Linked DNA regions of Sus scrofa: all the other regions are linked to region 1. The links are chromatin contacts, called in public Hi-C maps. All regions are on one chromosome and are shown on one strand. Each heading gives the region's core, a stretch centred on a gene start, on an enhancer-like site or on the middle of the called end of the contact. The rest is flanking DNA. Distances are from core to core; before and after follow the strand shown. Region 1 holds the start of TINF2 (TERF1-interacting nuclear factor 2). Region 2 holds the start of NFATC4 (nuclear factor of activated T-cells, cytoplasmic 4). Region 3 holds the start of ADCY4 (adenylate cyclase type 4).

Region 1 (4,139 bases), core at 519-3,018:
ACTTACTAATGATGGCCATTCTGACTGGAGTGAGGTGGTATCTCAGGGTAGTTTTGATTTGCATTTCTCTAATAATCAGTGATGTTGAGCATTGTTTCAAGTGCTTGTTGGCCATCTGTATATCTTCCTTGGAGAAATATCTATTCCGGTCTTTTGCCCATTTTTCCATTGGGTTGTTGGCTTTTTTGCTGTTGAGTTGTATAAGTTGTGTGGAGTGCAGTAAATTTAAAGTGCTGAAGGAAAAAAGCCCACCAACCTAGACTTCTGTATATATCAAAATTATGTCTCAAAAGTGAAATATAACTAGAATTTCATACATGTCTGATCTGGGTACTTCGGGACCTCCAACTAGATGCCCCCTGGGCAGCTGAATATGTGGGGCACCTCAGAAGACTGATCTTAAGTGGAGACGGTGGGGAGCCATTATATCTAGGAAAGGAGATGCCCCAAAGAAAGGGTAATTTCACTAAACCCCTGTAAGGCAGTCAGAGAAGGTAATTAATTCAATCAACAGAAAATGTACATTGTGTGCAGAGGTTCTGTTCCTGGCAATGGAAATGAGAGGCACCAGAAACTGTGACAAGGAGAAAGACAAGTAAAACAGTCATTTACATTAGGGGACTGACTGTAGCAAGTGCGCGGAAGCAATTTGAAAAAGAAAATCTATTTTTATTATTTACTTTAGCACTTCATGATTAAAAAAGAAAAGATAGCAAACATAGAAAACATAGAATATTACCTAGTCTCACCATCTAGAGAAAAACAGGGTAACAATCTGATGTATCTTTTTTTTTTTTTTTGTCTTTTGTCTTTTTTTTTGTTGTTGTTGTTGCTATTTCTTGGGCCGCTCCCGGGGCATATGGAGGTTCCCAGGCTAGGGGTCGAATCGGAGCTGTAGCCACCGGCCTACGCCAGAGCCACAGCAACGCGGGATCCGAGCCGCGTCTGCGATCTACACCACAGCTCACGGCAACGCCGGATCGTCAACCCACTGAGCAAGGGCAGGGACCGAACCCACAACCTCATGGTTCCTAGTCGGATTCGTTAACCACTGCGCCACGACGGGAACTCCTGATGTATCTTTTTAAACTTTGTTTTCGGGTTTGTTTTTGTTTGTTTGGTTGGATTTCCTTTGCTTTTTTAGGGCCACACCCGTGGCATATGGAAGTTCTCAGGCTAGGGGTCGAATGGGAGCTACCGCTGCTGGCCTCCACCACACCCACAGCAACGCTAGATCTGAGGCGCGTCTGCAACCTACAGCAAAGCTCAAGGCAACTGACCCTCAACCCACTAAGCAGGGTCAAGGATCGAACCTGCATCCTCAAGCATACTAGTCAGGTCCGTAACCCGCTGAACCACACCAGGAACTCCCTGTATTTTATTTTTTAAAGGCGGGCGCCCTCTTCTGTTCTGTGAAAGGAAGAACAGTTGAATTCTTAATGGCAGCGGCGCGCCGCCGGGAAAGGCTTTGCAGGCGCTGGTTTGGGTGCCGGGATTTAAGGAATCGTATTTGAGAGGTGAAGACAATGGAGAAAGGAAGTGGCATAGACCTCCTTCAAAGACCAAAAAGCTAGACCTCAAAGAAAGACGTGACTTCTCTATATGCTCCGCAAAAAAACACCGAGGCCAGGGGCGGGACCCAAAACTGCACTCGCCACCACCCACCGGCCGTCAGCAGAGCAGGTCACAGTGGGCGGGAGCCGGCAGCGGCGCAGCCGGATCTGCGGGGGCGTGGCCTTATGACGCGACGTCACGTCTCCTCTGCCTGAAGGCCCATTGGTTCTCCACTGCCACCCTTTTCCGGGGTAGGGAAACTGGTGGCAGAGCCGAAGCGAGGTAGCCGTCCGGTTAGAGACTGCGGCGGCGTCTAAGACACAGCAACCTGGTGCCAGTGTAGCTGGCCAGCTTCTCCATTCGGGCTGCATCCAGAGTTGGGGAAAAAAACCCTAGAATTCTAGTGACCCACGGGAGGGTGTGGACTCAGATCGCGAACTATGCGGCGCAGACCAAAATAGCGGAGTCGGAGGGCCACCGGAAGCCCCACCCCTAGGAGGAGTCGCGAAGCCTCGCCTTGGAGGTAGGAACCAAAAGGGACGGCCCCTGGGGTGGAGCCCGCCGGCCATGGCCGCGCCCCCGGAGGCTGGTCCCGCAGCCCTGCGCTTCGCAGCCGCAGCCAGCTGGCAAGTTGTGCGCGGACGGCGCGTGGAGCATTTTCCGCGAGTATTGGAGTTTCTGCGATCCCTGCGCGCTGCTGCCCCTGGCTTGGTTCGCTACCGGCACCATGAACGCCTGTGTATGGGCCTAAAGGCCAAGGTATTGGAGTCAGTAGGACCTGGTTGAGGGGAAAGGGGAGGGATACGAGGTCCTCTGCTGGACCGACCGCTCTGGAGTGGGACTGGTTGGAAAAGGGTAGCTTGCCCCGACGTGGGGATTCTGAGCTCAGTATTCTTCACAGCTGGTGGTGGAGCTGATCCTGCAGGGCCGGCCTTGGGCCCAGGTTCTGAATGCCCTGAATCACCACTTCCCAGAGTCTGGACCTGTGGTGCGGGACCCCAAAGCCGTGAGTCGTCCCTGGAAGAAGCCCTACCCCCAGTTAACACTTAGGGCAGCACAGTTGCTCCTCCTTCCTGTCACTGGTCCTGATGTCCCTAACTTGTTTGCTTTCCTTACTCCCAACAGACAAAGCAGGATCTGAGGAAAATCTCAGAGGCCCAGGAAACCTTTTGCCAGCAGGTGAAGCAACTAGCAAAGGATTCTGTTGATTTGGCTTCGAACCTACAGGTGGGACTGGCAGCTTTGGAAGCTATGGTGTAGCTTTTTCTTTAGTCCTTTTCTGACCTGCTTCTTTCCTTCCTGCAGGGACTTGAGCAAGAGTATGGGGAAACTTTCCTGGCTGCCATGGAAAAGCTGTTTTTTGAATACTTGTGTCAGCTGGAAAAAGCACTGCCTACACTGCAGGCACAGCAGGTTTCTGGGAACAAAACACATTAAGGGTAGAATGTGGGTGGTTGTGTCAAGGACTGTGGTCTTTATGCCTCTCTTCTCCTTGCCCACAGCTTCAGGATGTGCTGAATTGGATGCAGCCTGGAGCTTCTGTCACTTCTTTTGTCCTGAGCCAGTATGTTGTGGACATGGGGTGGCCACCTCCAGGTACCAGGACCATCTCTGAAAACTAAGAATTTGGGGGTGGAATGTCTAGCCTGAGACTTTTTTTTTTTTTTTTTTGTCTTTTTTGCCTTTTCTAGGGCTGCTTCCGCGGCATATGGAGATTCCCAGGCTAGGGTCTAATCAGAAATATAGCCACCAGCCTACGCCAGAGCCACAGCAACACGGGATCCGAGCCGCACCTGCAACCTACAGCACAGGTCAAGGCTACGCTCATCCCATTGAGCGAGGCCAGGGATCGAACCTGCAATCTCATGGTTCCTAGTCGGATTCCTTAACCACTGAGCCAGGAGGGGAACTCCAGTAGGTTGCCTTTTTAAGCAGCTCTGCTTGCTTTTTCAGAGTGCTCTGCTACTGACTCAGCGACCACCTCAGAGCCCATGGGGCAGAGTCCTCCTCAGCAGCCAAGACCAGCACTCGACAACCCTCTGCCAAAAGCCCAGCCTGGCCCACACCTTCCACAGGGACCAATCTCAAGGAAGCACCCAGAACCTCTGGCTGGCCACCACTTCAATCTGGCCCCTCTAGGCCGGCGAAGAATCCAGTCTCGGTGGGCATCCACTAGCGGAGGCCATAAGGAGCGCCCCACAGTTATGCTGTTCCCCTTTAGGAATCTGGGTTCACCAACACAAGTCATATCTAAGCCTGAAAACAGGGAAGAACATGGGACACACATGGCAGATCCAGCAGGTGCAGTGGGCACCAGAGCGGCCTCTGCTGGCAAGTCTAGGAGTCCATCCAAGACCCTGGGGGGAAGGGCTCTGAAGGAGAACCCAATTGACCTGTCTGCCTCAGAGCAAAAGGAGTGAGTAGACCAGTTGTTTCTCCCTCCTAGTGGCACATTCCCTGCCTGCTTTCCCTTCACCCTGTCTTTGTTTGCTCTCGCCTCAGGAACTGCTTGGATTGCCCCATGGGCCCCCTGAGACTGTCATTATCACCTCCGAGGGCCAGGAAGCCAGGTAGGTCATCCTGAG
Region 2 (4,139 bases), core at 611-3,110, 130 kb before region 1:
CCCTGCCTCTCGGTAGCCTCCAAAGCCTTCTGGTGGGGGGTAATCCCTGGGGGAGCCTTCCCCCCAGGCATCTGGATTGTCCTCCAGCGTGGCTGGTGGGTCAGGAGTGGGAGAGATGGAAGTGATGCGGATGCTGGGGCACTCAAGAACGCGGCCTCCCCCAGCCCCACCGGAGCTCCCTCCCGGCCCCCCCAGCCTCACTGACCGGGCTGGCTGGCTCTCCCAAGTGCCAGGAGAGGGGGCTGGGCGGGGTGGTGGGGAGTGCATGCCAGGCCGAGGGGGTGGAGGCCGGGGAATGCCAATAGGGGTGGCGCCATAGGGAGGGGGCTCCCCCAGGGCCAGACGGCAGCATGGTGGGGTGTCCTCTGAGTCCAGTTCTGTCAAAATAGAAAGGGAAGGGGACAGAGAGAGGGATGACACAGGAGAGGGGGAGAGAGAGAAGCAGGTGAGATGTCTAGGTTCTTTGAGTGCACAGCCTCCCAAATCCTGTATGCTACCCCCTCCTCAGCAAAGAGGAGTCTCTGAGATGCCCTTCAGAGCCACAAGACAAAGCAAAGTTGGACGTGGGAAGGTGGATACAGATCCACGCACGCCAGGCTCAGGGAACCTCACGGTCTGAGCTCCTGGCCCTGGGACCTGGGGTACCAGACGGGGCGGGTCTTAAGGTGAGGGAGGCGGGTTGAGAGCGGCTGGAGCTGGGCCTGGAGGCGTGTTTAAGGGAAGCGTTGGGCTGGGCTGGGGGCGACTCACACATGAACCCAATTAGCAGCGGTTCCCAAACCCCCAAACGGCGCTGGCAGGAGCCCCAGTTGCCATCGCAACGGTGGCCGGGGGAAGGGGGGCGCCAGGGCCGTGATGACGAGTGGTGGTGGCTCCTCCCTCGCTCCCCCCAATCTGGGGGCGGGGGTGCAACCGAGGGGGTGCAGTGCGCCGGCCGGGCGAGGGCGGGGTTGGAGGGGGGGGCGCAGGCTGTGCGGATTCGTGCGAGCGGCCGGCCGCCGCCCCCGGCTCGATCCCCGCCATCTGCCTCTCATTGCGGCCAGACAGGGGAGGGGGAGGGGAGCCCTGGCGGGGCCTGAGAGCGCCCCCAGCCCCCGGCGTCTAGGCTGCGGGCCTAGGGATCGGTCCCCAAAGGGCAACCTCTAGAGCCCAACCTCCCTTTCCCTGGCGGCGCCTCGGGCTCTCGGGACCGCTGTTCCCGCCCGCCCCCATCCAGTGACAGTCGGCGGAGCCGAGCGAGAGGCGGCGCGCAGCCAACAGCACCCCCACCCCCACCCCAGTCACGACCTAAAAAGGAGAAAGTGGTGCCCGGCCCCCAGCCTCACCTCCACAGATCCTCGAGCCCTGGGACTCCCCTCAACCTCTGGCCCCCTCATCTCTCACCCCAGGCTCTCTACCTTAAAGTCCCCAGCTTCGGGATCCCCTCGCCCGTCCCTCACGAACCCCAAGACCCCTTCCCAGCCCCGCACTAACCTTCCCCCGAACCGCCCGCACCCAGCGGGGGGGCCTCCTTTTCCTCCCCGAACACCAGCTTAAATTCCAGCTCCTCATCCTCGCAGCTCGCTGCCCCCATGGATCCGGCCAAAGCCCCCAGGTCCCGGGCTGGGTGGGAGGGGGGGAGTCTCAGGAGGCTGCAGTCTCTAGACCGGTGGCTCCCTCCCTCCCTTCTCCGAGACGCCCCCTCCTTCGCCGCTGCCGCCTCCCTCTGGACGCCCCCTCGTTATTATAGAAACTTTTCCAAACTTTTTTCCCCAAACTTCTTCAAAGTGCCCCCCCCAGCCTGTCCCTGATTGGCTGCCCGGGATGCTCCAGCCCCGCCTCCAGGGATGAGATGGGAAAACCACGCGCGCCTTGTCCTCCCCCACCCTCCTTCCCTCTGTCCTCTCTCCAGTCCCTCCCCCTCAAAAAAAAAAAAAGAACAAAACTGAATTGGAAAACGGTCCCTCAAGCGTGGTACGACCATAATGATGCCTATTGGCTCGCAGTTATGACAATCATTTCCCGCAGGGAGCGCTACCACCACAATCCCCAACTTAGCCTAAGTTCAGAGGCTCTGGGTCCGAGCGTCTTAAAGGGGCCACATAGTGGGCCCACAATATAGAGGACCCACGGAAGACCTTTTTTAAAGTTCTGGAGAATTGTGCAGCCAGCAACTAACAAGGGAGGACCACCTCTCTCCCCCATTTCCCTCTAAACCTAAGGCCAGGCCGGTTCTGGAGTGCAGCATGGCTCCAGGCTTCTCTGAAGAGGAGCAGGCCATTCCTCTGAAGCTCCCAGCCCTAGGCCCCCCTGACTAGGCCTTCTGGAAGCCTTTGCTCTGCCAAATCAGCCCCTCCACAGGTCATCTCTCCCCGTCTTCCAAAAGTGAAGAATATTTAGCTGTCTCCGGGCACTGTTCAAAGGTCCACGGGCCCATGGGCGATGATCCAGGCCGGGCTTTACCTCTACCCTAGTCTCAGCCACCCAGAGGGAACATTAATTAGCCTCCACGGGAAGTCGGCTCCCTCCTCCCTAGAACTGTAGTCTGGAAAGAATCTCGGATCCGATGGCATCCTGCTCCGGCAATCCTGATAACCCCGGCCAGGTTTACCAGAGCCCCGGAGCCCAGCGACCTGGGGGGCCCCAGGGTTGGACACCTGTCACCTGGGCTGGAGGTGGAAGAAAGACAGAACTGGAGTTTCTAGGAAGGGCAGGCATGGTGGGGCCCTGCTGTATGAGAAGGGGTTCGACTGAGATTCGTGGGGGAGAGGTAACCCTTTCCCCCTAGGCAGACTGTGTGCTTCAAACCTCTCTAACAGGCCTCAGAGATTTTTACTCCAAATCCCTCTGGTTCAGGACCGCGCCACCACCGGTGCCCCAGGCCTGCACCTAAAGGGTTAAGCGACTGGCCCTTGGGTCAGACGTTTACAAACACTCAGGAGCCGGTCGGGGACCGCGCCCCGTACTCTAATGAGAAACAGGCTCGTCGGGGCGGGGGAAGAGGGGAGGGCTGGCCCGGCGGGCCCGAGCTCTGCCGCGGCCGAGGCGGCTCCCCTCCCTTCTCTCCCGTCCTCCCTCTGGCCCGCCCTGGGGACCCCTCCAGCCCCGGGGGACCCCAGTGACGTGCGGAGCTGCCCAGGCGGCGAGCCCAGGGCCACGACGCCGGAGGGGCGGGGAGAAGAAGCGAGGCCGGCGGGGAGAGAAGAATGTTCCGAGGCTGAGCGGGGAGGCGGCCTGGTTTGATTTTTCTTTCTCCCCCCCCCTCCTTTGGTTGGCCTCCTCAGGTTACATTTCCCTTCCAGCTTCATCTCGGAAATAAAGGAAGGAGAGACCCACGGAGGGGGAGAGCGAGGAACATCCTGAGACCGACGGGAAGCCTCCACCTAAGAGGGGGGCAGAAGGAGGTGGGAAGCCCAGGCGAGAAGGGCAGGGGAAGAGACCCCGACGTGGCCCCAGGTCCACCACACGCCGCCCCTACCGCCCCCCACCTCTGCCCCACCTCCGCAGCACAAGCAGACGTGCACATTCTTTTCAAATGTCATATTTCCTTTGATCCTGGGCAGCGTTTCTCCATGTGTCTGGCTCAGCTCCTGCCCAGCCAGCCGCCTCCCCCTCTCACCCCACTTTGTGTATTTTCCTGGAGGTCCCACCCCCTCCTCCCAGCATCTGGAAGGCCCTGAGGGCTGGCGTTGGCGCACATTCCCCTGACGACTCTGGCTTTGCCTTCCAGTGACTCAATTTCCCCTCTGCGGGTGGGGGCCCCGGGGGTGCGGGCAGAGGAAAGAGTTGTTGAGCTTAAATGTGGTGAACAAGCTGGCCTAGAGCGCCAAGCTTCCCTCGGGGGGAGTGGAGGGGGGGGCATCTCCTCATCTCTGAAAACCCTCGGATCTGCCTAGGCTGCAACAGAGTGATGGTTTTCTGACTTGCAACGTCCTGCTAGGGGTAGAGAGGGTAGTTTTAGGTTCAGGTTGTTCTACACGTCTGCCCCCTGGCGGCCACAAAGACCCAGCCAACCTCCTACCCGCAGTCCGGTTTCTCGCCGGCCGGGCCTTTGTCCTTGCTCGGCTGCCCCCTAGCGCGCACACCTAAACACAGCTCTGCTTTCTCACCTTGTGTTTGTGGAAGCGCACTGACTTCTGCTCTGCGCTTTCACAAGCATG
Region 3 (4,139 bases), core at 670-3,169, 100 kb before region 1:
CACCCATTCTGCCTTCTCTCCAGACTGCCGACCCAACACCCAGGGAGCCCTCGATCTGGTAATGAAACAAGATGTAACTTGTAAGAAGATGAATGCCGCGGTCTCCACAGTGAGTGTCTAGCACCCCTAGGAGCTGGGCAGGGAAGGCACAGCATGGCTTCCTTGGCCACCCAATGACTCCCCGCTGACTGTTGTTCTCTAAGCCTTGACTCTCATGCCCACTCCCCCCAACCCATCCCTGAGTTCCCAGGCAATGGACATGGGCCAAGAGGCTCCTCCCTTGGGTTAACCCTGGCTCTCCCACCTCCATGCCCAACCAGCTCTCCATCCTTACAGGTGAAGGAGTTCTTGTCTGAGCACAAGAGCAGCAGCAGCTTGTTGTCTGTCCGTGAGCCAGGCCTGGAAAGTCCAGAAATGGATGGCCTTAGGGGGAGCACAGGAAGCCATGATTCTGTGGTCTCTGAAATGATGAACAGCCTGAACCTGGAGGAGTACCCCAGCTCTGTTCCTGAAAAATGTACAAACCCTCCTGAGAGGATCAGGGCCCAGAAAGAGCAGGTTCAGCCTACCTGGACAGCAGAGATACCTTCAGATTCAACAGCCCAACCTCCTCAAACCCCAGAGACCTTACCTTTCATGAGCCAGAAGCCCAGCCACACCTCAGCTTGGCCCCCAGGCCCTGGACCCCAAGAGAATCAGGTGAGACCTTGGCAGGACTCAAGGATGCACTAGGACTCCTGTGAATCCTGTCCCCTTGCCAGGGAAAACTTGGGGCTGCAGTAGGGGAACAGGCCCAGGGACAGGGAGCCTGATGGCACTGTGTTGTCTGTAGGGGCCTGAAAGACGTGGCACCAACTGGTCTCCCATGGCACCAGGGCCAAATCCAATATCAGGTACCCATTCCCCATTCCCTCCTTTCCTCTGCTCAATTCTTCCACCAGCTTCTTCCTCAAGATCAAATATAGATCCAGGGTACTTGGGGAGGGGGATGAGAAAGGGCTAGAGGTCACCTACCCCAACTTTCTCATCTTATAAATGAAGAAACTGGGATTGGGTCCCACTTAGGTCACACAGCAAAGCCTGGATTTGCCCCTGAGCCTTCTGACTTTCCAGCTCTGTGAACCTCTAAATTCCATTGCTGCTATGTAGGCCCAGAGGGCCACCCAGCAGAAAAGACCCAAATGTCAGCGTCTCAGATGTTCGTTGCCACTCCTCTTGAGCTTCTGCAAACCCAATTCTGAAACCCGAAAGGGAAGACCCAAGGCACTCCTTGACACAGTCGTGGGCAGGCCCAGAGACTGCCTACTTGCATTTCCCCAGGGTGAACACAAGGTGCCGCTGCCCCCCACCCTGCCGCTCCTCCTCGCTTAGACTCTCAGATCTGTACCCTTTAACCCTCCCTCGAGCATCACTGTTTCTCTTAAAGGGCCATGGTCTTCTCAGTTACTTTACAACCAAGGGGTGCAGATTGGAAACAGCAACTACATGGTTATAAAAGGAAGAACTGCCTCATCCACGCGGGGCCCGGTACCTTGGGGCATGAAGAAGGGCCCCCAGCACAAGTAGCTTTCAAACAACTAGAAAGAAGGACTGCAAGAAACGGAAGCCTGGAGTGGGCCACAGGGCTGGTATCATGATAGCAGTATCAAAGCAGCTTCTGAACTGCCTTCTGGAAAACCCAGCATTCTCTGAGGGTCATTAGGCCTGTACCCGAACTGTCTTTGTTCCCCCAGGACTCAATAAACTTGGTGGAATTTTAGCCCAAGCACTGTACAGGAGGCTAAAGCTTCAGCCAGGGGAGGGAAAGGGACATGGATGAGAGACCGGGGAGCTGACATCGAGGGAGTGGGAGGTACTGCCCTTCAACCACAACCACGGACCACAACCAACCGGAAGCAGGATGCTGGGAATGGGCAATGTTGTGGCACACAAGGTCAAGGCCCAGCCGGTGGCAGGAAGGAATCCTGGAGGCCTATCTCCTGGGGCTGCTCTAATCTCAGGGCAAAGCATTTCCTGTAGGGCAGGTCAAGACCCCACCCCAAACCAAACCCTGGATGTAGAGGCTGTGGCCCAGCCACCCACCTTTTCTTGTGGGCTATGGAGGCTTGGCAGTGGGGTCCTGGGGAGGGGGTTCTCCATGGGAACTCGCAGTCCCCAGCACATCTTTGCCCTGCACGATGCCCCTAGTCTCTCACAGGTCAGCCTCCATATTACCACTCCCTCCCCCAGGTACACCCACGCACACATTGCTGTAACACGGAGGCCTCAGAACCCTTTGATTCCCTGCTGGTGTCTAGGAGTGGAGAGCAATGGCTCCACAAAGCTACACACACACCCCTCCCTTGGAGTTGGACATCACTGGAGCATGGACCGGTCAGATGGGGCCACAGCACTGCCACCCAGTCTGGAGGGGCAGGGAATGAGCAGCCCTCTCATCTTGACCTAGACTTTAGCTCCCATACAGCACCATGTGCTTCTTCCCTGCATTTTTGCCAGTCTTCCTTCCAGCCCTCCCTCAGTCTCCCCACATCCAAGGTTCTGAGTCCATTTTGATACTGGCCCAGCACCCCCATGGTCTGCATTCTCATTCCTTGAAGGGGTTGATGGGAGGAGGCCCTGGTGCTGGGAGAGACAATCAGACTGGGGGAGGAGGCCTGTGGAGTCTGGCTAGGGCACAGGAAGGGCCGGGCTGTCCCATCAGGGAAGTGGGAGGGGGCTGAGGCGCCGGGAGGGAAGCGCCTGTGGCCCAGGGCTCAGAGCTACCAGCCCAGAGACAGGCGTGACTCCAGAACCTGCCCTGGGGTTAGTCCGTTCAGCTGCGGCAGCATCGTGGGCAGTGAGTTGAGGGAAAGAGGGAACCTGGGGCTCCTTTGCTTCCACCCCAACTCCCCTGCCCCTGGTGCTGAGGCTTTTGCTAGGGCACCTCTGCGGTCTGGGTTTGAGGGAGGAGGGGTGAAGGATTGGGCACTCCCCTCCCCTCGGACTGGGAGACGGGCAGGGAGGCCACGGGGAGTGCCTGGAAGATGGGATTGCTGCGAGGCCATGCGGTCTGGGTGGAAGTGGCTTGGACCCGGTGAGAAGGGCACAGTTGAGGCTGGCAGGGGCCAGACAATAACCCACTTTGGCCCTCCCCAGCCCGGGGTCCACCCCCAGGCCGTGCAGCACTGAGCTGGGGAGACCATGGCCCGCCTCTTCAGTCCCCGGCCGCCCCCCAGCGAAGACCTCTTCTACGAGACCTACTACAGCCTGAGCCAGCAGTACCCGCTGCTGCTACTGCTGCTGGTGATCGTGCTCTTCGGGCTCCTGGCACTGCTCGCTGTTGCCTGGGCCAGTGGCAGGGTGAGCAGAGGGGGACGAGGATTTTGGTGTGGGGTGCCTCCCCTGGGGCGGCTGGAGGGTTACTGCTTAGAGGACATTTTTGGGGATGAGACTTGTGGCATCTTCTTTTTGATGTGCTCTCTTTGCTGGGACCCAGGAAACAAATGCTGGACCTTGCTAGGAACTGTGCAGTGACCCTGCGCAAGTCACTCTCTGGGCCACAGTCTCTGGGTTTACACAGGGAGGTAGCTGAATCCTCGATGCTTCTGATTTCTCTCTGGGTACTGACAGACCTCAGACCTTACAAGCTTCTCTGGTCTACTGGTTCTAGAATAAATCCAACACCGGATTTTCCAATTTTCCAGGGGGGAAATTACACTGGGCCCCCTGGGAATCTGCTTCCTGGTTTTCTTTCCCTCTTAGGGACTGTGGGGCAGTTGTGCCCACAGACTCCCCAGAAAGCACCCTCCATCCCACTCTCATTTAGTTCCCAAAGAAACCCATTTCTAGTTTCTTCGGCGGGGTGCAAGGGGGAGGGAGCTTAAATTCCGTTTCTGGAAATACCCTGCTCCAAGTTTTATTTTCTTACTTTGGGGGCAAGGTGGAAAAGCTTTGGATGCGACTGATCCTTGACTGTCCTCCATAAAGTCCAGGAAGAGGTGGGGACCAAAGGCAGAGACAAGGGAGGGCAGACTTCTATGCCTTGAGGCGGTGGGGTCTGTAGCTCCCAGGCAGGCAGGGGAGGTTCTGGGCGCCCTCTGCTGCCCAAGCCCTGCGGGGTGGGTATGGGGTGGGGCCTGAAACTCAGAGCCTTGGCCTCA

Evidence for each region. Hi-C and Micro-C count contacts between places; a contact is called where the count stands out from the background.
Region 2: a contact with region 1 is called in a Hi-C map of skeletal muscle, with 5 times the contacts expected there. The contact joins the promoter of NFATC4 here to the promoter of TINF2 in region 1. A contact is called at or near these places in 6 of 47 Hi-C or Micro-C datasets (embryonic fibroblasts, heart right ventricle, liver and 1 more) and 1 of 2 datasets of contacts at active chromatin or transcription factors (alveolar macrophages).
Region 3: a Hi-C map of liver shows a contact between it and region 1, with 8 times the contacts expected there. The contact joins the promoter of ADCY4 here to the promoter of TINF2 in region 1. A contact is called at or near these places in 1 of 5 promoter capture datasets (fetal skeletal muscle), 14 of 47 Hi-C or Micro-C datasets (blood, embryonic fibroblasts, epiblast stem cells and 6 more) and 2 of 2 datasets of contacts at active chromatin or transcription factors (alveolar macrophages and skeletal muscle).

The regions. Positions count from the first base shown.
Region 1 is chr7:75,055,023-75,059,161 of Sscrofa11.1, forward strand. TINF2 (TERF1-interacting nuclear factor 2) reads left to right here and starts at 1,769. Exons shown (of 8, transcript XR_002345917.1): 1 at 1,769-2,313; 2 at 2,456-2,560; 3 at 2,680-2,781; 4 at 2,860-3,970; 5 at 4,057-4,124.
Region 2 is chr7:74,927,828-74,931,966 of Sscrofa11.1, forward strand. NFATC4 (nuclear factor of activated T-cells, cytoplasmic 4) reads right to left here and starts at 1,861. Exons shown (of 10, transcript XM_013978173.2): 1 at 1,474-1,861; 2 at 1-377. The coding sequence starts at 1,573. LOC110261591 (a long non-coding RNA gene) reads left to right here and starts at 1,892. Exons shown (of 2, transcript XR_002345915.1): 1 at 1,892-2,749; 2 at 3,282-3,602.
Region 3 is chr7:74,953,491-74,957,629 of Sscrofa11.1, forward strand. It overlaps ADCY4 (adenylate cyclase type 4), which reads left to right and starts at 1,920. Exons shown (of 27, transcript XM_001927556.7): 1 at 1,920-2,836; 2 at 3,136-3,339. The coding sequence starts at 3,181. RIPK3 (receptor-interacting serine/threonine-protein kinase 3) reads left to right here. Exons shown (of 10, transcript XM_001927424.4): 7 at 24-109; 8 at 337-699; 9 at 833-893; 10 at 1,427-1,765. The coding sequence ends at 1,566.